Linked DNA regions of Mus musculus: regions 2, 3 and 4 are each linked to region 1. Evidence: chromatin contacts called from public promoter capture Hi-C data. All regions are on one chromosome and are shown on one strand. The core of a region is the stretch at or near the end of the contact, and the rest is flanking DNA. Distances in the headings are between cores, read along the strand shown.

Evidence for each region. Promoter capture Hi-C pulls out the DNA fragments that hold promoters and counts their contacts.
Region 2: a contact with region 1 is called in a promoter capture Hi-C map of pre-B cells, with 3 times the contacts expected there. The contact joins the promoter of Pias4 here to the promoter of Arid3a in region 1. A contact is called at or near these places in 4 of 39 promoter capture datasets (the C10 cell line, liver, maxillary cranial neural crest and 1 more), 2 of 484 Hi-C or Micro-C datasets (B cells and CD4 T cells), 1 of 115 datasets of contacts at active chromatin or transcription factors (pancreatic cancer cells) and 2 of 9 other capture datasets (adipose tissue and liver).
Region 3: a promoter capture Hi-C map of liver shows a contact between it and region 1, with 2.9 times the contacts expected there. The contact joins the promoter of Sgta here to the promoter of Arid3a in region 1. A contact is called at or near these places in 2 of 39 promoter capture datasets (liver and pre-B cells) and 1 of 484 Hi-C or Micro-C datasets (embryonic stem cells).
Region 4: a promoter capture Hi-C map of pre-B cells shows a contact between it and region 1, with 2.6 times the contacts expected there. The contact joins the promoter of Gadd45b here to the promoter of Arid3a in region 1. A contact is called at or near these places in 2 of 39 promoter capture datasets (liver and pre-B cells) and 1 of 115 datasets of contacts at active chromatin or transcription factors (pancreatic cancer cells).

The regions. Positions count from the first base shown.
Region 1 is chr10:79,925,774-79,929,416 of GRCm38.p6, forward strand. It overlaps Arid3a (AT rich interactive domain 3A (BRIGHT-like)), which reads left to right and starts at 1,568. Exons shown (of 9, transcript NM_001288625.1): 1 at 1,568-1,627. It overlaps Gm40715 (a long non-coding RNA gene), which reads right to left and starts at 1,218. Exons shown (of 2, transcript XR_001779822.2): 1 at 689-1,218.
Region 2 is chr10:81,165,776-81,169,418 of GRCm38.p6, forward strand. It overlaps Pias4 (protein inhibitor of activated STAT 4), which reads right to left and starts at 1,945. Exons shown (of 11, transcript NM_021501.4): 1 at 1,910-1,945. The coding sequence starts at 1,936.
Region 3 is chr10:81,058,620-81,062,262 of GRCm38.p6, forward strand. It overlaps Sgta (small glutamine-rich tetratricopeptide repeat (TPR)-containing, alpha), which reads right to left and starts at 1,652. Exons shown (of 12, transcript NM_001358550.1): 1 at 1,509-1,652.
Region 4 is chr10:80,928,156-80,931,798 of GRCm38.p6, forward strand. It overlaps Gadd45b (growth arrest and DNA-damage-inducible 45 beta), which reads left to right and starts at 1,936. Exons shown (of 4, transcript NM_008655.1): 1 at 1,936-2,204; 2 at 2,293-2,394; 3 at 2,874-3,096; 4 at 3,378-3,643. The coding sequence starts at 2,161. The coding sequence ends at 3,491.

The DNA.
Region 1 (3,643 bases), core at 318-2,817:
CTGAGAATCTTGGCATCCCAGAATACACATAAAGGTGGAAGGAGAAAGCCGACTCCACTAAGTTTTCCTAGGACCTCTATGCGTGAGCTGCTGAAGCCCTTCTGGTCTCGGTCTCTTTCTCTCTCTCTCTCTCTCTCTCTCTCTCTCTCTCTCTCTCACACACACACAGACACGAGAGAGAGAGAGAGAGAGAGAGAGAGAGAATGGGAATGTATGTTGCTTTCATTATCTTGGCAGAATGTTTTGGGGGGTTGCCCAAGTTTACAGGGGACACACAAGATGATTAGAGGGAGAAAGATCTGCTAGTAGCCCGTTTGATGCTGGAGAAGAATGCTGGTGTGCAGGCCCAGCTCCACCCCGGGGCCACACCCCAACACATCAAGGTGTCTAAAGTTTGAAGGCGCAGTTCGCTGCCACCTGCAACTTTCTTAGCCTTGCAGGCTAAGGTTCCAAGCAACTGCTGCAGTCTCAGATTCTAGGGAGGATTCCGGGAACTTGGATTGGCCGGAGCCACCCCATCTCTCCAGACACTCACACAAGTGGCTTTCAAGGGGCAGACTGCTCAAGATCCCCACAACAGTCTAACAAGGGACCTGAGCACCACCTATGGGGAACTAGTCGAGGTCGGGGGTTGCCCTGAGCACTGGCGTTACCCACTAGAATCGTCTCAACTTCTAGCTGAGCTCACATCATGCCTCGGTTTCCCAGCCTGCAAAATGGGACCTCAGAATCCAGTACTCTCCCGAGACGAACTGGGTAGACCGAGGCAGGGGCTTCACTGAGTTGGTTAAAGGATGGCCCTCCTTTCCCTCGCTCCTAGGTACGGTCGTCACGGTTCCTCGCATTTCCTCGAACGCGCGCGCAGCCCAACCCGGTGCTTTTGCGCACGCAGCGCCCTCACACCCCAGCGTCCCAGCCCCCGCAGATCTAGCCTAGCCGGGGGTTTTTAAGCCCATTTCAGAGACGTGGAGCCTCAGGCCCGGAAGGTTAGGGTAGCATAGTGGGCGGAGGTTCCAGCTCCAAGCTTGGCTTATCCATCTTGCGTTCCGGGTGAAACCAGGAAACGGCCGGGGGCCCAGGTGACTTTCCGCTCAGAGGTGGGGCGAGGAACCCTTTTTAACTCTTCGGGATTCCCGCGATGGGGCTCTCGCAGCCCCGCCCTCCCGCTCGCGGCCTCTGCGCCGTGGGCTGCGGCGTGCACTTTGCGCACGGTCCCTAAGATGGGGGCGGAGCGTCCCTCAGTCCGGTTCCCCCTTCCTTTTATTATTTATTATCATTTAAAGGGGCCGCGACCTGAAGTTTTCCGTCCACTCTGTGGCGGCTCTCCGGCTCCCCTCCACCTCCTCCCACCGTGGACGTCCTCAGATTGAGTTGGAGAAGGGGGACCCCGGTGTGGTGTCCTGGGAAAGCTTGGAAAGGGGGACCCTGGAGAGACACCCACCACCTCCTCCTGCGTCCCCGGGGCTGCTGAATCACCGGCGAGGTATTTGCATCTGAGAGCAATTTGTCACACGGCGATTCGTCTGCTGGGTGGGGGAGGGGCGGGGCGGGGGGCCCGGTCGCGCGCGGAGACCTCGTCCCTATCCGATCCAGACGGATGGAGATGTAGACGCGGCCTGGAGACTCGGTGAGGCGGGTGACCCCGAAGCCAGGAGCGTGCACTGGGCACCAGGGGGAGGCCAAGGGGGAGAGAGGCCACCGGAGGCCACCAGCAGGCTGGACTCTGGGCTGGGCTCCGGGCACCGGGGCATGCGCCCCCCGGGCCACCCCGGGCGGTAAGGCCTTTTGCAGCGCGGCTCTAGCGATCTCTCCTAAAGGTGGCAGCGTAGGGCACCCTGGAAACCGACAATTGCGGGGTCTCCAAAGTTAGGCAAAGACGCGCGCGTAGAGGGGTGCAGGGCTGAGTATGCGACTTGACGGATCAGAGTTGGGGTGGCTGTTGCGGTTGTAGATCTTGGAGACCTTCATCCGGTACACGAGTGCGCGGGGGTCGCGAGTGCGCGCTGTCCCCTGGCGGAAGGAAACGGACCCGGGGTGTGTGTGTCTGTGTATGTGCGCGCGCGCAGAGGACTGGGGGCTGCGCTCTGGGAACATGGTTTTGCTTTTTCTTATTAATTAAAAAAGATGTTTGGAGATAGGATCTTACTGTGTAGTACGGGCTGACTTAGAACTCGAGTTAAAGCTCAGACTAGCCTGAAACTCGAGGCCATCCCCCTGCCGCAGCTTTCCTTCCCAAGTGCTTGGGAAAATCCCAGGCCGGGCGCGCCACCACGCCCCGGTACCTACAGTTCTTTTTCTCTTCCAAACCTGTGTCCAGCGGGGTCCGCCCATCTCCCCCCCCCCATTTCGTTCCCTAGCTCCAGTGTACTACTGGGACTGGGGTCTCCACTTGCCCCGCGGGGTGCGCCCATCCAGATCCCTCCGGTAGGGTCCCCTGCCCCCCCCCCCCCGACACAAAAGAGGGAGCAGGAAGCGCGGAGTGCGCGCGTGTGTGTCAACTCGCAGCGGGTTTGTCAAATATCTTCCGTTTTTTACGACTTGGGCAGCAGGGTCACCCCCCCTCCCCAGCTCGCTCTTTCCAAGAAGCCTTTGAAATACCGACTCCACTGGGGGGGTTGTTTGTTTGTTTTTTTGTTGTTGTTTTACATTTGTCCTCTGACTGGGGTGTGTTTTTGCACACGTCTCCTGGGGGGGCACAGTGCCTTCTTTCCCAGCCCCCTCCCCAGCTCCTGCCCTTCCCCCTCCACCTCCCTTGGAGGAGAGAGGGGCCCCTTTCGCCACCCTCGGGCCCTGGCCTTGCACAACTCCAAATAACCGTGTTTTGCAAGGCCTGGCCGAGCTAGTGACCTCTCTCTCTCTCTCTCTCTCTCTCTCTCTCTCTCTCTCTCTCTCTCTCTCTCTCTCTCTTCCCTCTCTCCCTCTCCCCCTCCCTCTCTCCCTCCCTCCCTCCCTCCTTCCCTCCCTCTCTCTCTCTCTCTCTCTCTCTCTCTCTCTCTCTCTCTCTCTCTCTCTCTCTCTCTCTGACCTGAGGCTTGGAGGTGGTGGGGGGACTAGGGTGTGGCTCTGGGTCTCTTCCCCACTGCAGCCAGATCCCCCTTCCACAAACACCAGCTACCAGTTCCTAGTAGATCTTTCTGAGAATGCCATAAATTGAGGGTGGGGGCCAAGGACAAAGGGCTGGGGGAGGGGTCTATAAGGATGGGCAACGTTGGCTCAGGGTACCGGTACCTCTAGAGGGTGGGGGATGTCCAGGCCTGACCTAGGGGCAGCTTTGGGGTTTCCATCTGTGTCCCTCCAGGGCTACCAGCCCCACCAGTGGAGGCCTACCCTGTTCCCCTCCCCCACCCTCCACCAGGAAGGGTCATTAAACCAAACAGACCTGGGTGGGGGGACGGGAGGCTGGGAGAGGGGCTTCCTCTAGCTTTTTCCTCATGCCTTCCCCCACCCCACCCTCAAAGAGGGGGCGTCGCTTTCAGCATTTCCGTGGGGGGGGGGTTTGTGCTCAGCGGGGTGGGGGAAGGGCGATGGATCAAGCCAGATAGTGTCCAGAAATGTCCCCTCCAGCAGTTCTTGAGTCTGGTGGACCAGGGTGACCAGCAGCCACAGGGTGTGGAGGGACTGAGTGTTGAGGCCACTCATGTGT
Region 2 (3,643 bases), core at 695-3,194, 1.2 Mb after region 1:
GACCATTTCAGAGTTTCAAAGAAGAGTCAAGTTCACCTAACTAAGGTGGAGGTGGAGGTCTAGGGGGCAGAGAGTCAAGTAGAGGTCATCAGCTTTTATTTAAAGAATCTAGACCGCAAAGAAGCAATCGCAGCCCTTCTCACTGAGGGGGGATGAAGGTACAGAGTCTTTGGCCTCACCCCAATGTTCTAGGATGGTACAAGGGGGACTTCAAGGAGTAAAACTGTGTTCCAGCCGGGCGTGGTGGCCCACACCTTTAATCCTAGCACTTGGGAGGCAGAGGCAGGCGATTTTCTGAATTCAAGGCCAGCCTGGTCTACAGAGTGAGTTCCAGGACAGCCAGGGCTACACAGAGAAACTCTTTCTCAAAAAAACCAAATAAAAAACAAAAAAAACTCCTGCGTTCCAGATCATAGTTTACATATCTCCATCTCAAAGTTCTGTTTCCCAAGAGAAAACCACTATGTAAATGGTGTAGATTTGGGGTGAGTAAATGGTGAGAAAGAGGGGTACACTTTTTTTTTTTTTTTTTTTTTGGTTTTTCAGGACAGGGCTTCTCTGTGTAGCCCTGGCTGTCCTGGAACTCACTCTGTAGATCAGGCTGGCCTTAAACTCAGAAATCCGCCTGCCTCTGCCTCCCGAGCACTGGGATTAAAGGCGTACGCCACCACGCCCAGCTGCACTTTTTTTTTTAAATGATTTTTTGAAACAGGATTTCTCTGTGGAGCCCTGGCTGTCCAGGAACTCACTTTGTAGACCATGTTGGCTTTAAACTCACAGAGATTTGCCTCCCTCTGTCTCCAGACCCCTGGGATTAAAGGTGTGCCACCATGCCTGGTGAGGACGACACCTTTTAATCAGATCCTCTAGAATAACCCTAAGGGTCCCAGTGGGGAGGGAAGGACCATGTCACAAGGCAGGCAGAAAAACGGGGGGGGGGGGGGCAAGTCTGAATCTTATGGGTGGGAAGATGCTTGAGGGGGACTGAGGAACTCCAATAACTCTGGAGGGACAAGTGTGCTGGAACCTTGACAGGGAGACAGAGCAGAACTGGATGTAGGCTAAGCCAAGCTGTACTTCAAGAGGGTTTAATGGGGACTCAAGTCAGGTCAGAGCCCTGGTACCTTAATGCAGAAATGGGGGAACAAGTCTAAACAATGTTCCCCTGGACTCAGTCAAGGTGTCCTGTGAGGATCAATCTGAGGAACACATAACAAGGAGGTGGTGGGTCCAGTATGCCAGGCAGCAGAGAAACTCTACAAGGCGATTCACAGGTTAGAGATGGGTTAGAGTGAGACAGGATCACTGGAGGCTGAAGTGAAGAGGTACCCCAGAGCTGACAAGTGGGGAGCGGGACTCGAGGGCTGAGTCTCTAAAATGAACTTGGGCACTTATAGTTGGCCTGAGTCTGGAGTCAGAAGGTGTCAGTCTGAGCCCCGAGAATCAGAGGACTTGTGGCAATCCCTGTAGACCTTCCCCATGCAGGCCTGTGGGGGAGGAAAGAGGGGGGGCACCCGGACCTGAGTCCTACTCGTTGCCTTGGAAACCTGATGGCGAAGTCACTTTGCATTCCTTCGGCTTCCCAGACCACAGAAGGACCCCCAGTTATGTCCCAACAGAGCTAACCCAAAGGAGAGGACAGTGCCTGCACCGGGAAAGCTGTGTAGCCACACTGTGGGAACCCCTGCTAGGGTCAGTAGAGAAGTGACAGTAGACGGCGGGGACACCCCAGGAGGGAGCTGGCGACCCCGCCCCCGGTCTCCCCGCCCCCCGCCCGCAGGTTCAGCCCGCGTCCCAGTCGCACCCTCGCCGCCCGCGCCGCCACACCCCGCCCTCCCAGCTCCCTGCGAGGAGCGGTCCGTACTCCGCCACCCGCCTGTCCCGGCCGGAGCCACTCTCGCTCACTCACTTTGGCCTCCACCAGCTCTGCCGCCATCTTGGCCACTAGCGTCCCCCGCGCCGGGAGGCCCCAGCCGTCGCGTCACGTGAGGGCCCTCGACTAAAGGGCGGAGCCTGCGCGAGAGCCAGTAAAAGCGAGTGCTGGCTCCTTCCTCCACGCCCCCGCGTCTGAGAGGCGGGAGGATGCATCACGCGCACGCGCCTACAGGAACCCCGCCCGAGGATCTGACCAATCACAACGGACAATTGCCAAATCCCGCCCCCCACGGTTATTTTTCAAGGCGCTGGCCGCTACCACGCCCACTCTGGGGAGGAGTCTGCTGCTTAAAGAAATAGCAGCACTTCCCGCCGCCTCATTTCTCTTGCTTTAGAGAACCGCTAAATTTTTGTGTTTATTTAGTGTGTACATATGTGAAAGTCACAAAACAGTCTAGGAAATTAGGTTTTCTCCTTCCACTGTGTAGGTAGCAGGGATGAACCAGCTAGTGCCTGAACCATATACCCTTTGCCCTGCTCCCTCTCTTACTGGCCCCACCTTTTCTGTAGAGTACAGGCCGAACCCCCTGCCTCGTTTTCAAATTGGCTTGCGGTGGCAACAGTTGTGGGTTTTTAAAAATTGTTTTTGTTTTTTGAGACAGGTTCACCATGTAGCCCTGGCTCTGTGGAACTCGCTTTGTAGACCAGACTGGCCTCAAACTCACTGAAATCCTCCTGCCCCTGCTTCCGGAGAACTGAGATTAAAGATGAACATAACCAAGCCCTGCGTAGCCTTGCTTCTTTAGGGCACAGAAGCCCCTCTAGCTGCATTTTTCCTTCTTTATTTGTTGGCTCAAGGCTACGCCCACTTTTCTGTGGTCTGTTTTATTTATATACTGGGGGAGACACGCAATTTTTGATCGTCCAAAGACAATCTAAGGGGTTTGTATATTTCCACAATATGGATTCAGGGAATCGAACTCAGGTCATCAGGTTTAGAGACTAACGCGAATAGGTGTGGGTGCGCGCGTTCCAAGCCCCCTAGGTGGACATCAGAGGACAATTTGCTGGAATTGCTTTCTCCTTTAACCAGGTGTCACAAAATGAGTTCTGTGGATCGAACTCCTAATAGACTTCTGGGCGATCACCATTTCAGGGGCCCTCCTTGGCTTTCTAACTACCCACAAGCCCCACCCAACCCCCAAATTTTCGAAGCTTGCACTGGGGCCACGCTCACTTCTAGCCCCGCTCTGGGTTTTTAAGCGAGAACGGCACCGCCCCTTGCTTCCGTTTCATTGGGAGGACTGGACCGCGCCCACGTGGGGAGGGTGGTCTTAAAGGTGTATGTGCTTCCTGCTCTGGTGCATTTTATGGCTCATGTTTACGGTTGCATTTTGATGAAGAGAAGGGTTGGGGATGAACAGAATGCGGCCGGGCAGGTGTCCCTGTTCCCTTCGAGCGGCAGCTGGCAGGTGTAGGGCTCGCATGGCCCTGTAGTGATGGGGTGTGAGCCTAGTCGGCCCTGTGCAGTGCACATCTGGGTCGTCTTGCGTGTGTGTGTGTGTGTGTGTGTGTGTGTGTGTGGTGTGTGTGTGTGTGTGTGTGTGGTGTGTGTGTGTGTGTGTGTGTGTGTGTGTGTGTGGTGGGGTGTGAGCCCAGTTGGCCCGGTGCAGTGCACATCCGGGTCGTCTTTCGTGTGTGTGTGTGTGTGTGTGTGTGTGTGTGTGTGTGGTGTGTGTGTGTGTGTGGTGTGTGTGTGTGTGTGTGT
Region 3 (3,643 bases), core at 402-2,901, 1.1 Mb after region 1:
ACAAACATCCCCATACACTGTCCCTGTGGATGAGAATGACCAATAAAAGGAAAGACTGATCAAATAAATGACCACAGAGGGACAAAACAGGAAAGTCATCTCAATCAACTGGTGGGGAACGTGTGCCTTCACCAGCCACCACAGAGGCTAACAGACCTCTGCTAATGGACCTTAGGACAATTAATGTCCAGGTGACAGACACAGAGACATAACAATTTCAACTGACTTTCTTTGTTTTTGTTGTTGCTAACATTTCATTTTTGGTTTTGGTTTTTCAGGACAGGGTCTCACTCTGCAACCTGGCTGTCCTGGAACTCATTCTGTAGACCAGAGGCTGGCCTCGAACTCTGAGAGCTCCTCCTGCCTCTGCCTCCTGAGTGCTGGGATCAAAGTCGGACACCACTACAACCTGGCTTTTGAGACAAGAGGATTTCACCATGTAGCCCAACATAGCCTTGAACTTCACTTCCATCCTCCCGATTCAGCCTCCTACAAGCTGGGATGACAGCCAGCAAGCCCAGCTTACAACTAAACGGGCCCAGACTGACATCCTTTTTACGTTAATTATGATGCCAGATGAGGTGGTGGCACCTACAGTCCTGGCAGAGGTGGCGCTGAGGCCAGCCTGGCTCACATAGTGAGTTCCAGGACAGCCAGAGACAGATAAAGACTTTGTCTCAAAACAAACAAACTATTAATTATGTCGATTTCATTTTCAGACAGGGTCTCACGTTGTGGTCCAGCTACCTCCACCGTGTTAGGTATCCAAGGCTGGGCCTGAACTCACTCCCCGCGATCCAGCTGTCTCCCCCTCTCAATTGAAAGACTGGATTATAGGTTGTGGACCAAAGTTCTAGACTATTTGCTCGAGTCTTTGCTTTTGGTTGTTTCGTTTTCTGAGACAAAGTATGTAGTCCTTGCTAGCATGGAAGTCCCACGATACTCCTGCCTCTGCCCATGTGTCAGCACACCTGCCTTACCATTGTTTTAAGAAAACTCCTCCTCAGAGAGGTCAAGCTATTTGCCCTAGCATGCACAGCTGGCCCTCTGCCCTTCAAACCCACACACTACCTACCTTTGGCACCAAAATCAAACACACCCTCCCAATGGGAAGGAGCACCCACAACTGCTCAGACAATGGTGACAACGTCCATTGTACAGAAGAGGAAAACTGAGGCTGTGGGCAGGCAACAGGCTAAGCAAGGTCACCAGGGTGAGGAATGGCAATGTAAGAGGGTCTTAGACCTTAGGGGCCCCGAGAAAACTGAGATCCGCCCCACACACACCTAAACGCTGACCTTTTCGTGAGAAAAAGCGACGAGGGGTGGGGGTGGGTTGGGACGCTGTCTGCCTCAGTTTCCTCTCTGCGCCGCCCGCTCACGTGACCCCGAAGAGAGCAGAAGTCCGGATCACAAGCCACCTTTGTCCCAGGGGCTCCCGAGCACAGCGAAGCTAAACCCACAGACCCCCGACGCCCATACGGGGCACGGCGGAGCCCCCAGCCTCACCTCTCAGTCGACCGAAGACCCGACCCACCGACGGCTGCGCCTGCGCACCGCGGCGCAGCCAAGCTCCGCCCTCAGGACCAAGACGCCTGCGCAGAAAAAAACCATTTCCTGTGTAGGTTTCCTTTTGCGCATGCGCTCAAGTGCACCCTTCGCTCTAAAACAGAAGTGACGTCACGCGAAGAGGGGGGTCACAAGCTGGTTGTTATGGAAACTGCCCTCTGGAGGCATCAGGAAAACCGGAAGTTAGTCTGACAGTCACCAAGCGGGTCAGGCCTAAAGCACGGTGGGGCGGCGGCGGACCCCTGAGGCACCAAGGCAGACCACGTGGTATGGAGTCTGTCACGTGATCTAGCTGCTTTCAGCAAGACAAATCTGAATCAAAGCCACTAACTGATGCTATGAAGTTTTTGGTTCTGTTTTCGTAATTTTTTTTTTTAAAGATTTATTTATTTTTATATGTAGGTACACTGTAGCTGTCTTCAGACACACCAGAAGAGGGCATCGGATCTCATTGTGGATGGTTGTGAGCCACCATGTGGTTGCTGGGATTTGAACTCAGGACCTTTGGAAGAGCAGTCAGTGCTCTTACCTGCTGAGCCATCTCACCAGCCCCCTGTTTTCGTAATTTTTTTTTTCTTTTTCCTTTTTTTAAAATGACAATACTACGAGCCCAGCCTGGCCCGGAACTCTTCATCCACTTCGCCCATCTTGGAAACTGGCATATCCCACTTTCTGTGAAAGCAGTAAGTGTGATTAACCACTAAACAATCTACTTCACTTATTTTTATATTTAAAACCTATTTACAAACTTATCTTTTGCACACCCCAACTTCTTTCTGATGCCTAAAAGAAAAACAAAGATTAGCAGCCAGACAGTGGTGGTGCTCGCCTTTAATCTCAGCACTGGAGAGGCGGGGGAATCGCGGTGAGTTTGAGGCAAGCCTTGTCTACAAAGGATAGCCAAAGCTACACAGAAAAACCTGTCTCAAAAAATAAAAACAGGAGCCGGGCGTGGTGGCCCACGCCTTTAATCCCAGCACTCGGGATGAGTTCGAGGCCAGCCTGGTCTACAGAGCGAGTTCCAGGACAGCCAGGGCTACACAGAGAAACCCTGTCTCAAAAAACCAAAAATAAATAAAAAAATAAAAATAAAAATAAAAACAGGTCGGGCGTGGTAGCGCACGCCTTTAATCCCAGCACTCGGGAGCCAGAGGCAGGCAGATTTCTGAGTTCCAGGCCAGCCTGCTCTACAAAGTGAGTTCCAGGACAGCCAGGGCTATACAGAGAAACCCTGTCTCGAAAAACCAAAAAAAAAATTAATAAATAAAAATAAATAAAACCAACTTATCTTTACTTTTGAATTATGTGGATGTCTATGTGTGGGTGTCTGCATGGGAATACAGTGCCTATAAAAATCAGAAGAGGGCATGGAATCCCCAAGGCTAGAGTTGGGTGCAGTGCAATTCAGGCCCTCTGCAAAAGCTGTATGTACTCTACTTTTTTTATTTTCTTTGAGACAGGGTCTCATACCGTAGGCAAGGTTGGGCTAAAACTGCACTACCCAGTTTGCAATATGTACTCTTAACCATTGAACTATCTCTCCTATTTTCATTTTACCATGTCTTACTATGTAGCTCAGGTTGACCTTAAATTTATGGAATTCCAGGTGGGCCATGGTGGCACAGGCCTGTAATCCCAGCGCTCAGTAGGCAGAGGCAGGAGGATCTCTGTGAGTTCCAGGACAGCCAGGGCCACACAGAGAAACCCTGTCTTGGAAGCAGAAAAGAAAAGCAAGAACTCTGTCCATCCCCCTGCATCAGTGTCCAAGTGCTGATATGATATGCTGTGATCCTGCCAATCCTCTGCACACACCCCACCTTTGACATGGCGTAGTTATAATTACCAAACTTAGTGTCCTGGGTTGGTTAGGGATGTGAGGTGTGCAATAAGTCAGGATAGAAAAGCTGTGAGGGACGTGAGAGGAGAGAAGATGTTGCCACCTTCACAGGAACTGATGCCATTCTCTATCAGAGAATTCCAGGGCAATTACCAACTCTTTAAGACTTTTCTTCTTTCCAGGGTGAAAACATACTGTTTTCTAGAAATCTTGCCAAAAATTCCCTTTACAGGGAAAG
Region 4 (3,643 bases), core at 686-3,185, 1.0 Mb after region 1:
TTTAGACTATTAAAATACACATCTAGTAAAGTTTACTTATTTGTGTGTGAGGACACAGTACACTTTGGAGTAGGTACGGAGATCAGAAGACAATTCGCAGGAGTCAGCTCGAACCCTCCATCCTGTGGAGGATGTCTTGCCCTTCATGTTTGATATTTAAAATACTGTATGTATAGATTATTCCAGGTTGGGCTATAGCGGTATGTAGATATTGGTGATGAGCTTGCTAGGCATCACGAAGTCCTGGATTCATCACCAGCATCGAAAAAAAAATTAATAAAAAAAAAATCGCTGGGCAGTGGTGGCCCACGCCTTTAATCCCAGCAAGCACTAGGGAGGCAGAGGCAGGCGGATCTCTTGAGTTCGAGGCCAGCCTGGTCTACAGAGTGAGTTCCAGGACAGTCAGGGCTATACAGAGAAATCTGTCTCAAAAAAAAAAAAAAAAAAAAAATCATTCCAAGTGTTCTCTCCCCCTCCCTTTCCGGAAGCTGCGTGAGCAGAGACCTCATGAGGCCACCAGGTGTCGCCGCCGCGCCTCTCACGCCAGGGACATTTCGCATGCTGGGTGGGTGGCGCGGAGGAAGCAGGATGCGTCACCAGACCCGGGATCGGGGGATCCGGGGATCCGGGGAACCGAGCCGCGCGGCCGAGGCCAGGACCCAGGCTGGCGGAGGAGGCGACTCAGGGTGATTCACCGGGAGCCCCCGTGCACCGTGGGAGAATCCCACGCGGGTCTATCTGCCTCGCTCGTGTCCTTGCTGTCGACTACCAGCCCTCAAGCTGTGGCTTGGAACGCCCTTGGAAGCCTCAGTTTCCATTTTGCATAATGCAGATATCAATTCCTTTGCCTGACAAATCTTGGAAAGATAAATGACACGCGTGGAAGAAGGGGCTTGTGCTTCATGCTACGCACTACAAAAATGCCAGGGACATAAGAGCGGCTGCCTTTCAGTCACCTCTCCCCGGGTCAGTACCCTTCGGGTTTTGCCACTTGGCTTCCCCCTCAGGGGTTAAGTGTGGCGAATCGATCTGAGGATAGACGGTGAGGCAGCCGGCAGGGGGCAGGGTCACTCCGCAGAGCGTCTGGAGGGCTCTTCACCTGCGCCTCCCGTGCACACGTGAAATTCTCGGGGTGCCGGGAGGAGGGAGAAAGGGTTCCGGATCTCTCCCCCTGCGATCCCTTAGTGCTCTGCAGCCAGGACCCCTGGGGCACCGCCAAGCCACCTACCACGACCACTAGGAAGCTTCCTGTGTGCCTCTCCTCCCGCGACCCTGGCCTTAGAGGGCTGAGCGTTCTCAAAGCACCTTCGTGCTGGCGATGCTAGGGTGCCTTGGTAGTTCTCACTTTGGGGAGAGGATCCCACCGTCCTCAAACTTACCAAACGTTTACTGTATACCCTAGACGTTATTTAAACACTCTCCAACTCTACAAGGCCGGCAGAACACTTAGTAAGCCTCCTGGCGCATGCACATCCCTTCTTTCAGAGCTTGGGAAAGGCTAGGGACTCTCCGGGGACAGCGAGGGGATTCCAGACAGCCCTCCCCGAAAGTTCAGGCCAGCCTCTCGCGCTGGAAACCCCGCGCGCGGCCTGCGTAGCGCGGCTGCCGGGAAATCAGGAGAGAAACTTCTGTGGTTTTTTTTTTTTTTTTTTTTTTTTTTTTTTTCTCTCTAGAGCTCTCTCTCTAGAGCTCTCTGGCTTTTCTAGCTGTCGCCGCTGCTGGCGTTCACGCTCCTCCCAGCCCTGACCCCCACGTGGGGCCGCCGGAGCTCCGAGCTCCGCCCTTTCCATCTCCAGCCAATCTCAGCGCGGGATACTCGGCCCTTTGTGCATCTACCAATGGGTGGAAAGCGCATGCCTCCAGTGGCCACGCCTCCACCCGGGAAGTCATATAAACCGCTCGCAGCGCCCGCGCGCTCACTCCGCAGCAACCCTGGGTCTGCGTTCATCTCTGTCTTCTTGGATTAATTTCGAGGGGGATTTTGCAATCTTCTTTTTACCCCTACTTTTTTCTTGGGAAGGGAAGTCCCACCGCCTCCGGAAGGCCTCCGACACTTCTGGTCGCACGGGAAGGTTTTTTTGCCTCTTGGGTTCGTATCTGGACTTGTACTTTGCTCTTGGGGATCTTCCGTGGGGGTCCGCTGTGGAGTGTGACTGCATCATGACCCTGGAAGAGCTGGTGGCGAGCGACAACGCGGTTCAGAAGTGAGTACAACAGAGGCTGAGGTCTTCTCGCCCGCCGCCTGAGGTCTGCGGGGCTGTCATCGGCTAATCTCCCCATTTGGCCTTTTAGGATGCAGGCGGTGACTGCCGCGGTGGAGCAGCTGCTGGTGGCCGCGCAGCGTCAGGATCGCCTCACCGTGGGGGTGTACGAGGCGGCCAAACTGATGAATGTGTGAGTCAGCACCCCCCTTTCTCGGGCGTGGGTGGGGGCGCCCCTCTGATGCACGCGCGCTCCAACATCCCTATAGGGCTCGGGGCTTTGGGGGACTTTCCCAGCGCTCTCGGTTTTGGGGAGTGGAGGGCGACATTTCTCAGAGAATTTTTTTTGGGGAGGAGGAAAGAGAGTCGCTGCAGAACCCTGACTTCGCAAGTTTGAGGTTTTGTGTTTTTTGTTTTGACAAGGCAACCCCAGTAACTTTGGACTATGTGCTTCCTCCCCCACCGCCATCAGTATTTGCATAGTCGGCCACCCCAGCACCCGTGCAGTACTGCGGCTGGGGGGCTGTTCTTATATACACTCCTGATGCACGATGGGTCTTGTCCACCCTTCCCGCCTGCGGTTCCTGGAGCTCATATCCCCCTATCCCACCCCGTGCACGGTGACACCCGCTCCTGGTCTGACGACCCCCTGACACTCCTTCTCTCCTGCAGGGACCCCGACAGCGTGGTCTTGTGCCTCCTGGCCATAGACGAAGAAGAGGAGGATGATATCGCTCTGCAGATTCACTTCACCCTGATCCAGTCGTTCTGCTGCGACAATGACATTGACATCGTCCGGGTATCAGGCATGCAGAGGCTGGCGCAGCTCCTGGGGGAGCCGGCGGAGACATTGGGCACAACCGAAGCCCGAGACCTGCACTGCCTCCTGGTCACGGTGAGCCCTCCCCCCCCCCACGTCTCTGTCTCTCTCTCTCCCCGCCCCACCCACCCGTCCTGGTCACCTGGGTCCCGTGTTTGTCAACATAGCTGGGCTGGCTGGTCCAGCACCAGCTCAGTGCCCAGCCATGCTTGGCATGTCCCGTGGGCTGCCTAGTCACCCTGGCAGCTATTTTGAGCCAGCCTGTTTTTCCCCAGTAGGGCCCCTGGCGCTGAACAGAGGCTCCCTACCTAACTCCTAGAACTCCCACTAAACCCTTCTTTTTCTCCCTCCAACAGAACTGTCATACAGATTCCTGGAAAAGCCAAGGCTTGGTGGAGGTGGCCAGTTACTGTGAAGAGAGCAGAGGCAATAACCAATGGGTCCCCTATATCTCTCTAGAGGAACGCTGAGACCCACTCCAAACATCTAAAGCAACTGTCGAGTTGCTGTCCCCTAAAAAAAGTAAATAAAATACATATTTGACAGCCCCCTCATCCCCCAGAACAATCCCTCAAAGGCTACCCTACCCGTGATACCTTCTGGGAGGGGCGGAGTCACCGAG